4 separate regions of the Sus scrofa genome follow, and all the other regions are linked to region 1. The links are chromatin contacts, called in public Hi-C maps. All regions are on one chromosome and are shown on one strand. Each heading gives the region's core, a stretch centred on a gene start, on an enhancer-like site or on the middle of the called end of the contact. The rest is flanking DNA. Distances are from core to core; before and after follow the strand shown.

The links. A called contact is a pair of places that touch in the nucleus more often than the background predicts.
Region 2: a Hi-C map of omental adipose tissue shows a contact between it and region 1, with 2.1 times the contacts expected there. The contact joins the enhancer-like site here to the promoter of CITED2 in region 1. A contact is called at or near these places in 5 of 47 Hi-C or Micro-C datasets (embryonic fibroblasts, fibroblasts, heart right ventricle and 2 more) and 2 of 2 datasets of contacts at active chromatin or transcription factors (alveolar macrophages and skeletal muscle).
Region 3: a Hi-C map of liver shows a contact between it and region 1, with 5 times the contacts expected there. The contact joins the enhancer-like site here to the promoter of CITED2 in region 1. A contact is called at or near these places in 4 of 47 Hi-C or Micro-C datasets (embryonic fibroblasts, liver and skeletal muscle) and 1 of 2 datasets of contacts at active chromatin or transcription factors (alveolar macrophages).
Region 4: a Hi-C map of liver shows a contact between it and region 1, with 2.8 times the contacts expected there. The contact joins the promoter of REPS1 here to the promoter of CITED2 in region 1. A contact is called at or near these places in 1 of 5 promoter capture datasets (liver), 3 of 47 Hi-C or Micro-C datasets (embryonic fibroblasts, fetal skeletal muscle and liver) and 2 of 2 datasets of contacts at active chromatin or transcription factors (alveolar macrophages and skeletal muscle).

What each region holds. Positions count from the first base shown.
Region 1 is chr1:25,154,311-25,157,010 of Sscrofa11.1, reverse strand. It overlaps CITED2 (cbp/p300-interacting transactivator 2), which reads right to left and starts at 1,359. Exons shown (of 2, transcript XM_001925774.5): 1 at 1,103-1,359; 2 at 1-640. The coding sequence starts at 632.
Region 2 is chr1:24,894,766-24,897,497 of Sscrofa11.1, reverse strand. No RefSeq gene overlaps it. Among named protein-coding and RNA genes, the nearest start is that of CITED2, 260 kb to the left of the region's middle. Within about 2 kb of position 1,282, at least 5 of the 83 cell types and tissues checked have an H3K27ac peak or open chromatin away from gene starts, as enhancers often do. A contact at or near this core is called in omental adipose tissue, where this site is marked.
Region 3 is chr1:24,836,133-24,838,912 of Sscrofa11.1, reverse strand. The region is part of intron 2 of LOC110259987 (a long non-coding RNA gene); the gene reads left to right. Among named protein-coding and RNA genes, the nearest start is that of CITED2, 320 kb to the left of the region's middle. Within about 2 kb of position 1,517, at least 8 of the 83 cell types and tissues checked have an H3K27ac peak or open chromatin away from gene starts, as enhancers often do. A contact at or near this core is called in embryonic fibroblasts and liver, where this site is marked.
Region 4 is chr1:25,480,011-25,482,769 of Sscrofa11.1, reverse strand. It overlaps REPS1 (ralBP1-associated Eps domain-containing protein 1), which reads right to left and starts at 1,487. Exons shown (of 20, transcript XM_021087342.1): 1 at 1,008-1,487. The coding sequence starts at 1,160.

The sequences.
Region 1 (2,700 bases), core at 110-2,609:
ACGTGGGCCACAGAGGCGGGCATGTTGCTGCTGCTGCCGCTGCCGCTGCCGCCGCCGCTATTGCTGCTGCCCGCGCCGCCGCCAGAAGTGCCCGCGGAGCCGCCGGGGGTGCTGCTGCCGCCGGAGCCGCCGGGGGTGCTGCTGCCGCTGCTGTGCTTGGGGTTGCAATCTCGGAAGTGCTGGTTTGTCCCGTTCATCTGGTGGCCTGCAGCAGGGTGCAAATCCGGCATGTAGTGGTTGTGGGGGTAGGGGTGATGGTTGAAATACTGGTTGTTGAGCTTCTGCAGCTGCATGCTGGCCGGCAGGGAGCCTCCCTGACTGGCCACGGGGGGGGCCATGAACTGGGAGTTGTTAAACCTGGCCGCGGGGGCCAGCGCGCTCGGGGGGTGCCCTCCGTTCACAGTCCCCGGCCCCATCGCGTGCCTGATGCCGCTTGTGGCATTCATGTTGCCCGCGCCGTAGTGTATGTGCTCGCCCATTAGGGCGTTAAAGGTGTGTTGGGGCTGCTGCTGCTGGTGGTGATGGGGGCTTGGGAACTGCCCCATACCCATGCGGTGGGCAGGGTGGTGGTGCAGCCCATTGGTGCCGTCGGGGAAGCGCCCGTGGTTCATGGCCATCATATGGTCTGCCATTTCCAGTCCTGAAAGTGAAAAAAGCAGACGCTAAGACCGTAGCCACACGTGTCGCCCACCACAGCGCAGCCCACCTTTTCTCGCCTTTGCCCCCCTCCCAAGACTCCCTAGACACACTTCGGTTGCGATCATCCCGAGGATCCCACCAGGAGCCTGTGCACCCGGGTTCACCACCAAGACAGACCTGCCATCTACAACAGAGCCGCGCGCTGCACAAACATCCCTTTCCCCTGCGATCGGGCGGGGGGACCCAAGCCCACACCCCCCTTTGCTCCCCGATGTCGCCTAATAAAGGAAGTGCCCCGTAGCCCTGCCGCGAACTTCAGGCATTAAATCAGCCCTCCTCATCCTGTTGTTGCACATCCTGTTGTTATTCCCCAGCTCCGCCTCACGCTCTTCCTCCGGGCAAACCCAGCCCTCGTCGGACTGGGTTGGCAGAAGCCCCAGCCAGCTTCTCTCGCCGCGCTTACCTTCCGTCCTTGCGATTTCTGCTCTGAAGACCGAGGGCGGGATCGTTGGGTCCAGGACCGGCTCAGCAGCACATAGAGGTGGCCTTTCCGGTGTGCAAGGCGCTCGCTGTCTCGAAGTCTGCGCCGAGGTCTTGCAGCGGCTGCTGGGGCAGGACCGGAGCCGTTCCCTTTTATTTCCCCTCTGCTGCCTCACAGCTCGCTAGATCGCTAGACCGCCCGGCAGCTGCCAACAATGAGCTGTGTTTCTTAGGGCTTTGGCCACAGTCAATATAAGGGATTTCAGAAAGGGCGGAGCGAGAGCCTCCCGGGGGGGCGGAGGGAAAATGCGGATTCCGGCACTTTGAGCACCCCGGACTGGGTCTGGCAACCGAGTTCCCCCTCGGCCGGAGGCACGTGCGCAGAGGCTGCGGTCCCAGGCACCGCCCCGCGGCCCCCGGATCCTGGTTTCCTCCACAAACACTGAGCCAGCACGGCGGCCCCCGGCACAGAGAAAAAAATCTTCCCTTGACTCTCAGCCTAGAGGTAGCGCCTGTCCGGAAAGAAGCGAGGAAAACTCATCGCCCCCCTCTGGCCGGATTCCCCAACCCCCAGCTCACCTACCGATCTGAGCTGCTTTTTACTGGAAAAGGGGATTCAATGCAGCGCCCACGCCGTCCATAGTGCCTTTTTGCCTCCCTGAGCTTACCAAAGCTTACCCAGGCTGCAAAGAATGGTTGTGTTTACCCCAGTGCGTTTTTAAGCCCTAGGCAAAGAATGTCCCCTCCCCTGTGCACGCTTTCCTGGGTTTTGCCTTTGTGTTTCTATTTGGGCATTAGGTGACCTGATCTAGATATTCTGCGTGTAGGTGAATCTCCCCCCCCCCCCCCCCCCCGCTCCCCCGCCTCAAGGACAGAGGCTGGGGGCGGGGACCGGCAGCCCGCTGCAGCTGCAGGTGGACTGAGCGCGCTAGCGCTCGGCTGCCTCCGCTCCAGCGGCCGGGAATCCTGTCCGCGTTTTGGGGCCCACTCGCCGCTCCCGGGTACGTGTGCTTCTGCTAAGTTTGCGTTTGCAGCTCTTGGTAGCTTTGGCATCCGAGCTGAGGCGTCTCTCCTCTGTAAACAAACTCAGCGATCCTCGTCCCTAGATCCACCTTTTTGCACATACAGTTTCTTGCTTCTGCTGTTGCCCTTGATCCGGGAGATGGGGGTGTGTGCAAACTTGCACAGCCTCCCTCTGGGTTCTGCCAGACGGTTTGGGGTTGCTTTAGAAGTGAACGGGTTTGTAATTAAGAAATTCGAGGGCTGAGTAAGGCTGCTGTTGCTGGAAAAGGAAAACAGATAGATAACATGGTAATCGCTTTGTAAATAAAGTCGTTCTGGAGGTGGGCACGTAGCTGCACGTCCCGTATGGCACCGCGAGCATACACACTGCTGGGACTATTCCTTTCCAGTGAAATTTCTCAGTGGGGCAATAGGTGATAATAATAACCTTGCTTCCCAGAACGCGGCACAACTAGCCTGGTCGTCCATTTGGCTCATTGACTTGCAAATAAAAGCCCTAACACCGGTCTGGGCCACTACCCAGTCAGAGCTCTCTTGCTTTCTCAAATGGGGAAGCCG
Region 2 (2,732 bases), core at 33-2,532, 260 kb after region 1:
GCATAAAATAATGAATGTAGGTAAAATGACCTCTAAGGTCCCATCTAAGTCTAATGTGATGAGTTTATCATTAGAAAAGGTTACTCCTTAAGTGGCTATAAATGTTTCTTTGATCTTTCTCAAGGTCTTCATTTTCCAAATGGTATGTACCTTCTGGAAATACTAATAAAGTCCATCCATAGGCAACCCTTACTTCTAAAACGACCCTCTAGCCACAGTTTGGTACTTCTAGAGTCTTACTGCATTCTCTTCTCAGTGGAATTTGGTTTTTACAATAAACATTTTATAAATAATGGAAGTATAAAATCTAATTAATGAATGTAATAATAGTTATAAAATGCTGAGTTATGAAGACAGTGATATAGACAATAAACCAGTTATGATAACAATAATATAAACCTAATCATAGCAAATATTTGTACTAACAACACATTTTATTCATAATAGAGTTTTAAAACCTGGCTATTTGAAAAGGGATTGACAAGTTTTTTTAATTTCCCAGGCACAGAAAGAATTAATTGTTGATTGATGAGCTGATATTCTTTCATTCATTCATTCAGCAAAGGACTACATTGGTAAAGAAAGAAAAATTCAGATATAATTTCCTCTTCCTAAAGTTTTACAGTCTTGTGAGAGGGTCAGATATTTATCAAAGAAACACCAAAACAAATGAAAAATTGCACCTGTAATGTTGGCAGCATTTGATCTAAGGAGAAAAGAGAAGGCTTCCCTCAGAAAGTGAAATCTGAGTGGCCATCTGAAGGAAGAATAGGAATTAACAAGGGAAAAATGGAGGGAAGATTGTTCTTAACAGAGGAAACTGTGGCAGGCTGAAGCACTATGAATCAAAGGGACCAAACAAGGGCCTCTGTAGCCCGAAAAGATCAGAGGGAAGGTGGTGGCACAAGGCTTGAGGAGTAGGTTAAGCCAGACCATCCATGGACTTGTACACCCCATCATGGTGATTTGTCTTTATCTTAATAGATATGCTAAGTCACTGATGTTTTTAAGCAATGGTTTGTGGCATAGGGGTGGGGGTGTGGGCTGAAATGATTACAGTTAAGATATGGAAAGAACACACAGGCTACAGTTTGGAAAACAGATGGGAGGGAGCCCAGTTTGGATGTGGGTAGATTAGATAGAAGATGATTGCAGAATTCCAGTAGAAAGTTCATAAAAACTTGGTCTAGGAAGGTAACAGTGGATGTGAAAAAGAAGGGAGAGATTTTCAGGGCTGAGGGAGTGATCAGATTTTCTCAGCAAATATCTGGCAGGGTGTGGGTATGTTTCATGAAGGCAGGTTTACTGGCAACTTCTACATTTGAGTGGAACCTTTCGCTTTCCGTGTCAGGATGCCTATCATGAAAGGGCAGGGAATAAAATAAATTCTCCACACCTTTCCTTATGAATCACTTCTTTCCCCCTCTCCACATTAGCTTCTGGATATGGGGGTGGGTACTTTGAGCCAATGGCCTCTGGATCTACTTAGCCTTATCTGGCTCTTTGGGAAACCATGGCAAAGCTGGGCACTACTGTCTAGGGGACACTTGGTTCCTTCCATTTTCTGGGATCTATAGCACTCTTTTCTTCTCAGATTGGGCTGAGACTAAGAGCTCTTTATAAGCCGAAGTGTTGGAGTAGATGGAGGTGACAGAAAGCCTTGGAGAGCATTATGTTTTCTGTAAAAAACAAAAGCTAAAGAAACATTTACCTCTGACCTTTTTACTTCTCCTTCCTGCCCATGCTGTTTTCCTTTGGCCAACATGCCTAAAGAGTGTGTCCCTTCTACCTAAATCTGATAATAGGACACCATTACCCTAAATTGTATCAAGTAGGAAGAAACATTCTTTTAAAACCTCACTCCTGTTTGAGCTGTTTGTTCCAAGAGAATTCCCCTCAGGGAGATTTTTTTTTTCCCCTAAGAAAATACCTTAGTGGCTCCACTGACTATGAAAAGTAGGCCAAAGGCCCTTGTGTCAATCTAGATGAGAAAGCATGAAATAGAATATCAACTGCTCTAAAATGGCAGGAATGTAGGGCTTTTCTGCTGTTTGTTCAAGAAAAGATGAAAGGAGAGGAAGGGCTAAGAAGTAACCTGGCTGCAGACTAGCACCCAGCTTTTCATAGTCAGTGAGAAATTTCTGTGGACCGAGGAGAGACAAATACATTTCCAGGAAAAGTAACATCTGAAATTCAATAAGCAGATGTTTTTCAGCTCTAGGCTGTCATTTTTCTTATTATCCCCCAACTTTTCATCAAGTCTATTATACAAAACAGCTTTGAGTTAGAGGTTCTTAAAGGGCAGTAAGAGACAGGAGCCTATGTTCATACTAGTGAGAATCAGATGAGAGAGGAAAGCAGAGCTTTAGGAAGGGGGTTGGGGGAGCAAGAATGCAGGGAAGTGAATTGAGAGCAGAAATTCTGAGTGAGCTTCTATGGAAAACATGAATGCATCTCTCATCTCATGCCTCAGAAATTCTAAGACATATTAAAGAAAGCACCACAGTTCCACAGAGCTAGAAATGGGGGCTTGGCTTATGTGTTTGAAGATAAAATTATACCAGAAGGCTGGAGAGTGGGGTCCACCTTGGTTGTCATTGTTCAGAGCTGTTTCTAGGGATGGAATCAGCCAGATGGTCTTCCTGGACTTCAAACTTCCTTTGATCAGATGGATGGGTGATGGCTAGGCAGGGCACTGGGCACAGACATGGAACTTGGGATCCATGAACTTG
Region 3 (2,780 bases), core at 268-2,767, 320 kb after region 1:
TGGATTTAAGTACCAAAATGATTTGTGAGTAGGTAAGAAAATGACTTAATTCTAGGCATATATTTAGACATTCTACTCCCCCCCATAGCAAACTGATGTCATTGTGATTAGAGAGAGTTTGGCAGAGATGATGCAATAAGAATGACTGTTCAGTGTTTGGGGAAATTCCAGGAAAATTGGATATTAAGGGAAAACCCATAAATTGGTGTTTGAATCCAGGCCCATTGCTGGTCCTTAGGCTCCCAGGTCTTTGGAAGGATAAGTCAACATTGTCCTCTGATATGCAGATGTCCTTATGGAAGCAATGTGTGCACAGCCCAGAGGAGATTCTGACTGAGGTTCTGCTGCATTTGGCTCCAGAGCTCAAGTTACTACTAGTAATAGGCTTTTATTCAAATATCTGTCAGTGAGTAATTGTAGTCAATGGAAATTGCTAATGAGTAACAGGGAGATGGATTTGGCATTGCATTTTGAAGAATAGAACAACTGCTTAGTATTTATTCTGCCTATGAATCTGCACTTCAAGTATTTGTTAGTCATCCAGATAACTTCTCCTTGGTAAATATATTTACAAAACCAACTTTTTTTGATTGTTGCTAATTTTTTGTCTTCCAACACTTTTGGCCATCTTTTTAAGGTGTTTCTATTAGGATTAAATTTTCCATGCAGATTTGAATTAAATGTTATCTTCTTTCACCTCTGAATGCAAGATTTCCCCTTTATATTTTTGAAGATAAAAATATTTCTGACTGTTAAACATTCTAGCCATACAAGAGCTGATGGGATAGCAGTGGTTTAATGGGTATAAAGTTTCAGTTTTCCAAGATGAGGGGAGTACTGGCAGTTGGTTGCACAACTGAATGTGCTTAATACCACTCGCCTATGTACTGGAAAATGGTTAAGATGATACAATTTTTGTTAGGTGTATTTTAATCAAAATTAAAAATTAGAAAAATTTCTTCCCTTTATCCATGTCTCAGTCCTACTTTCTTCCCCAAATCTGGTTGTAGAGCCAGGTCAGCCTCGTAACTTTGTAACTTTCAACATGGTTACAGACTTTGGGAGACAGGCAGCCCTTTCCCAATCAAAGCAAAACTTCTTCACAAAGAATCCCATTAATTATAGTGGTTATCAGTTCCATTTTTTATAGCATAATCTTACAAGTTTTTGCAAAATGAATACATTTTCATATTCATATTATTTTGGTTTCTGATTCATTTTTCATAAATGGAGACATTTTAAGATCATGAGAAAGACAGCCCAGATACCATCACTGGGGTTTTCCCCTTCTGTGACAGCTCACTCAGGAACCCAGGGGCTACAGTGAAAGAAGAGAAAACTTAATTTTAGCTTGTCACCTAATCAGTGCATATTTTCTTTAATATAGCGGCCTCATCCCTATATACCTGTTTGTTCCACATTATTGACGAAATAAATACTAGCAACTGGGGTGGATCTGCCTAAGTAGCTGTTGCATGTCCTGTTCCTTGTTCTCTGAGTCATGCCTTCCCCAACTGTGTTTTTGCCAAGACTGTGCACAAACAAGTTGTTCATTGTTTAATCTGTCAGTGGGGCCAGGACTTGAAGCTTCTACAAGCTTCAGGTATTATTCAACCCTACTCTGTCTTTCTCACCCTTTCTTTTTAAGTGTTTTTGACCTCAGAGAAAATATTTTTCACATACTTTTCTAAAAGGAAAAATCTCTGTATTTAAATTTCCTCTTATAATAATATATGTATTTTCAGATCTCTTCCTTCATTGCTAGAGCAGATAAATATTAATTGGGAACTTTGGTTCATACCTGCTTCACAGCAGTGTGCTCATTAGGTGCTTGGTATGAGTGAGAAGCGTGATGTGACTGCAAGGGATGTCATTTGAATTTTGAGGGCATATTAAGAGAGCTGCCAGGGGAAAGGAGAAGTGGGAGCAAGGGACACGCTGCTTTATGGTGAGACTATACCTGCAGCCTGGTGGTCTTTTCTGGGTAGTACTTTGATTTCAGAGGGTGGGGGGGGGCGGGGGGCAGGACTTGGAACTCTAGCAGCTGAGGGAGGAAACCCGAAACCACATCCTTCATTAATTTAATCATTTATTTATATTTAACTCCTAATCTGTGTCTTCTCTTGGCAATGGGGTGAGAAAAAAATAAACGAACAAACATGTAAAGTCCTGATCTTTATGGAACTTACATTCTGGTTTGGGCAACAATCCATAAATAATCAGACAAATCAATAGGAAACTATTATGTAGTGATAAGTGCTGGGAAGAGAAATAAGTGAGAGTTAAAGGATTTAGAGTGATTGGGGCACTGGTTTTGAGAGCATTCAAGGATCATTCTGAGGAAGTGACACTGAGTAGACTCCTGAAGTAACAGAGTGGGTCATGGAGTATTGGGGGCAGGGTATTCCAGGCAAAGGGAATAGCCAATGAACCTGAAACGGTGCTGTAGACTGAATGTTTCTGCCCCTCACCTAAATTATTCTTGTATGGAAACCTGATCCCCAGTGTGATGGCATTTGGGGGCAGGGCCTTTGGGAGGTGATTAGGTCATGAGGGTGGAGCCCCCATGATGGAGGGTTCCCTTGCCCCTTCTACCATGGAGGACACAGTGAGAAGATGCTGTCTGTGAACCAGGAAGTGGGCTCTTAACAGACACCACATCTGTCAGTGTCTTGATCTTGGATTTTTCAGCCCCCAGAGACTGTAAGAAATGAATTTCTGTTGTACATAAGCCACCCAATCTAAGCTATTTTGTTATCGCAGTCTGAACAGACTGAGAC
Region 4 (2,759 bases), core at 238-2,737, 330 kb before region 1:
GCACATGGCTGTACATTTTGGATATTTGTATAACTGGCTTGGTTCATTATAAAGACGAAAGTTTAAAACCTGTTCTTCATGCCATGTTCAGACACACTCTTACTAGCAGCCATGAATCATTAAACAGAACAGCATCAATGCTCACCACATATGTTAGATAGGAACTTCTAGGAAGCCTTCTCCTTTAAAAGCAGACGTGATGAAGAAAGCTTAAGACTTACTCTGCTTGTTCCTCTGATGCTACAGATTGAGGCAAATATGCACCTTTGACTTCCAGTTGCTCAATGCTTATCTTCCAACCCAATCCACAAGTTCCACCAAATGCTATGGAATGCCAATGGGAAAACCATCCAGTTTACATCAGCCACGCATCCTATAGTTAAAGTTCTTTTCATATCTGAAGCAAACTACTAGCTGAAAGTTCAAATTTTTTAATCTTCCTAAGAATTTAACTGCCTTAAAAAAAAAAAAAAAAGCTTTTTCGATTCCTGAGTCTATAAAAACGACTTTATCGTGTCTGCTCGGCTAATTCAAGAATTAAAAAACATTTTGCCTACACTGATAACTTCACCGCAATGTAGGATCCTAAGAGCTACATATACACTACCAAGACCTAGGATTCAAAGACATGGTAACAATCCAAGATCCTGCATCTGAAGTTGCTTTTCCAGTGCTGAAAAACAGATTCTAAGGGACAACCGAGAGATACACGACTTAGGCGCTTCAGAGATAATACACAGACCCTCCCCCCCCACTGTATATTTGCTTGACTTTTGTCCTCGAGGAGCGACCCCCTCCCCCTCGCGAATCCCGGCCGCCCGGGCACCTGCGGCCCCGGCCCGCAGCGGAGGAGCCGGGGGGAACCTGCCCACCATTCGCCCTTCTGGAAACAGTGCCCACTCCCACCCCGCGGAAGCAAGAGGCTGGAGGCCCGAGCCGCCGAGAGGCGACCCCTCGGCCGTCCGCCGACCCCCGGACGCGGCAGGAAGGGAGGGCGGTGGCGTTACCTGGAGGACCACGTCGTTGGGTAGCTGCGCGGCCCGGAACAGCTCCAGCACCCGCCCGTTGGCCGCCACCTTCTTGGTGCTCTCGATGTCGCAGTAGGAGAAGAGATCCGAGTAGTATTTCTGCTCCGCATCGCTGAGCGTTAAACCTTCCATCTTCGCCTCCGCTCACGGCCGCCCCGCCCCGCATGCAACACCCGGGGCCCGGCCCCGCGACCCCGGGATGACGGCTGCGCGTCGCCCGGCCTCCTCCTCCTCGCCTCCCGAAGCAGCGGAAAGCCCCGGCCTCGCGCGCGCGGGGGGCGTCGGAGCTGCAGGGCTGGGAGGTCGCGGGAAGGGGGCCCGGCTGAGCTCGGCGCGCCGCCGCCTACGAGGCCCCGCGCAGTCCCGGGCTCGGCGCGTCGCGCGGCTCCCGCTCCGCCTCAGCGGCCGCGAGGAGAACGCGGGGAAGGAGGCGGGGGCCGCGGCGGCGCGAGGCGCGAGCGGACTCCGCCCCCGCCGCGGGTTCGAGTCTCCCCGGCTCCCCGCCGCTTCCCCCCACCCCCCAGACTTCCCGCCTCGCCTTCCCCTTCCGTCCACGCCCCCGGAGCGGCAGCACTTCCCAGAAAAGTTGTGGGGCTTCTAGTCTAAAGTTTCGGGGGCTCTAGGCTGAGCGCGGCAGCCGCTCCGCCTCCCTCCGCCGCCATTTACTGCGCCCCGGCCCGGCCCCCGACGCGACCGCACCGACACTGACAGCGGCGGCCCCGCTCCAGACCCGGATGTGAGGCCGGGAGGAGAGAGCGCGAGAGGGAGAGAGCAACACCCACCGGGCTGGCTCGGCCGCTCCCGGGAGAGGGGGCCGCAGCGCCCCCTGGTGGCTGGAGCCCCGCGGCGGAGCGGCCGTCGGCGCGGCGGGCTGGAGGAGCTGGGACCCCTGCGAGCTGGTCTGCGGTCTGCGGCTGGGGGCGGGAAGGGGGGGAACAGCGCGCAGCGCATTCAGACCAGGAGAACTCAGATACAAAGCTGCAGTTTGGATTGTTTTCAAAGCTTTTGGCACTAACTGTTAATAAACATTGACTGAAAGGGGAAAACTGTTAAGGTTATTGTTATTGTTCTGTTGTACCCTTTGAGGTCAATTAATAATTGAGGATCAGTTCAATATTTCTATATGTTTTGAAGGGCTATGAGCATCTATTCCATCTGAGAACTCTCATCGTGTAGACACCACTACAGAGACCTAACTTCCACTCTTGCTCCAAGCCAAACTTGCTGAATAGAGGAGGAAGTTGGGGAAATTTTTCTCTCTGGACAAGGTGGTTCTGGCCACCAAGAATTTCTCCTGCCACCCCTAATTTCCTCCTTTCTGAAGATCATGTGACTGCACTGTTCTCTGCTGCACCCATAAGAGAGGTAATTCTCGAGATACCTTAAATAGAATATCTTAACAAGAGTTTATCCTTGGAAGTTCCCGTTTTGGCTCAGCGGTAATGAGCTCCACTAGTATCCATGAGGATGCGGATTTGATCCCTGGCCTCGCTCACTGGGTTAAGGATCCGTGTTACTCTAAGTTGTGGTATAGGTCGCAGATGTGGCTGGGATCTGGCATTGCTATGGCCGGCAGCTATAGTTCCCATACTAGCCAGGAACTTCCATATGCTGCAAAATGCAGCCCCTAAAAAGCAAAAAAAAAAAAAAAAAAAAAAAAGAGTTTATCCTTAGCAAATAGGAAATATTTCAAAAACAGCAGCTAGTACAGAATTAGATTTTTCAGTTTTG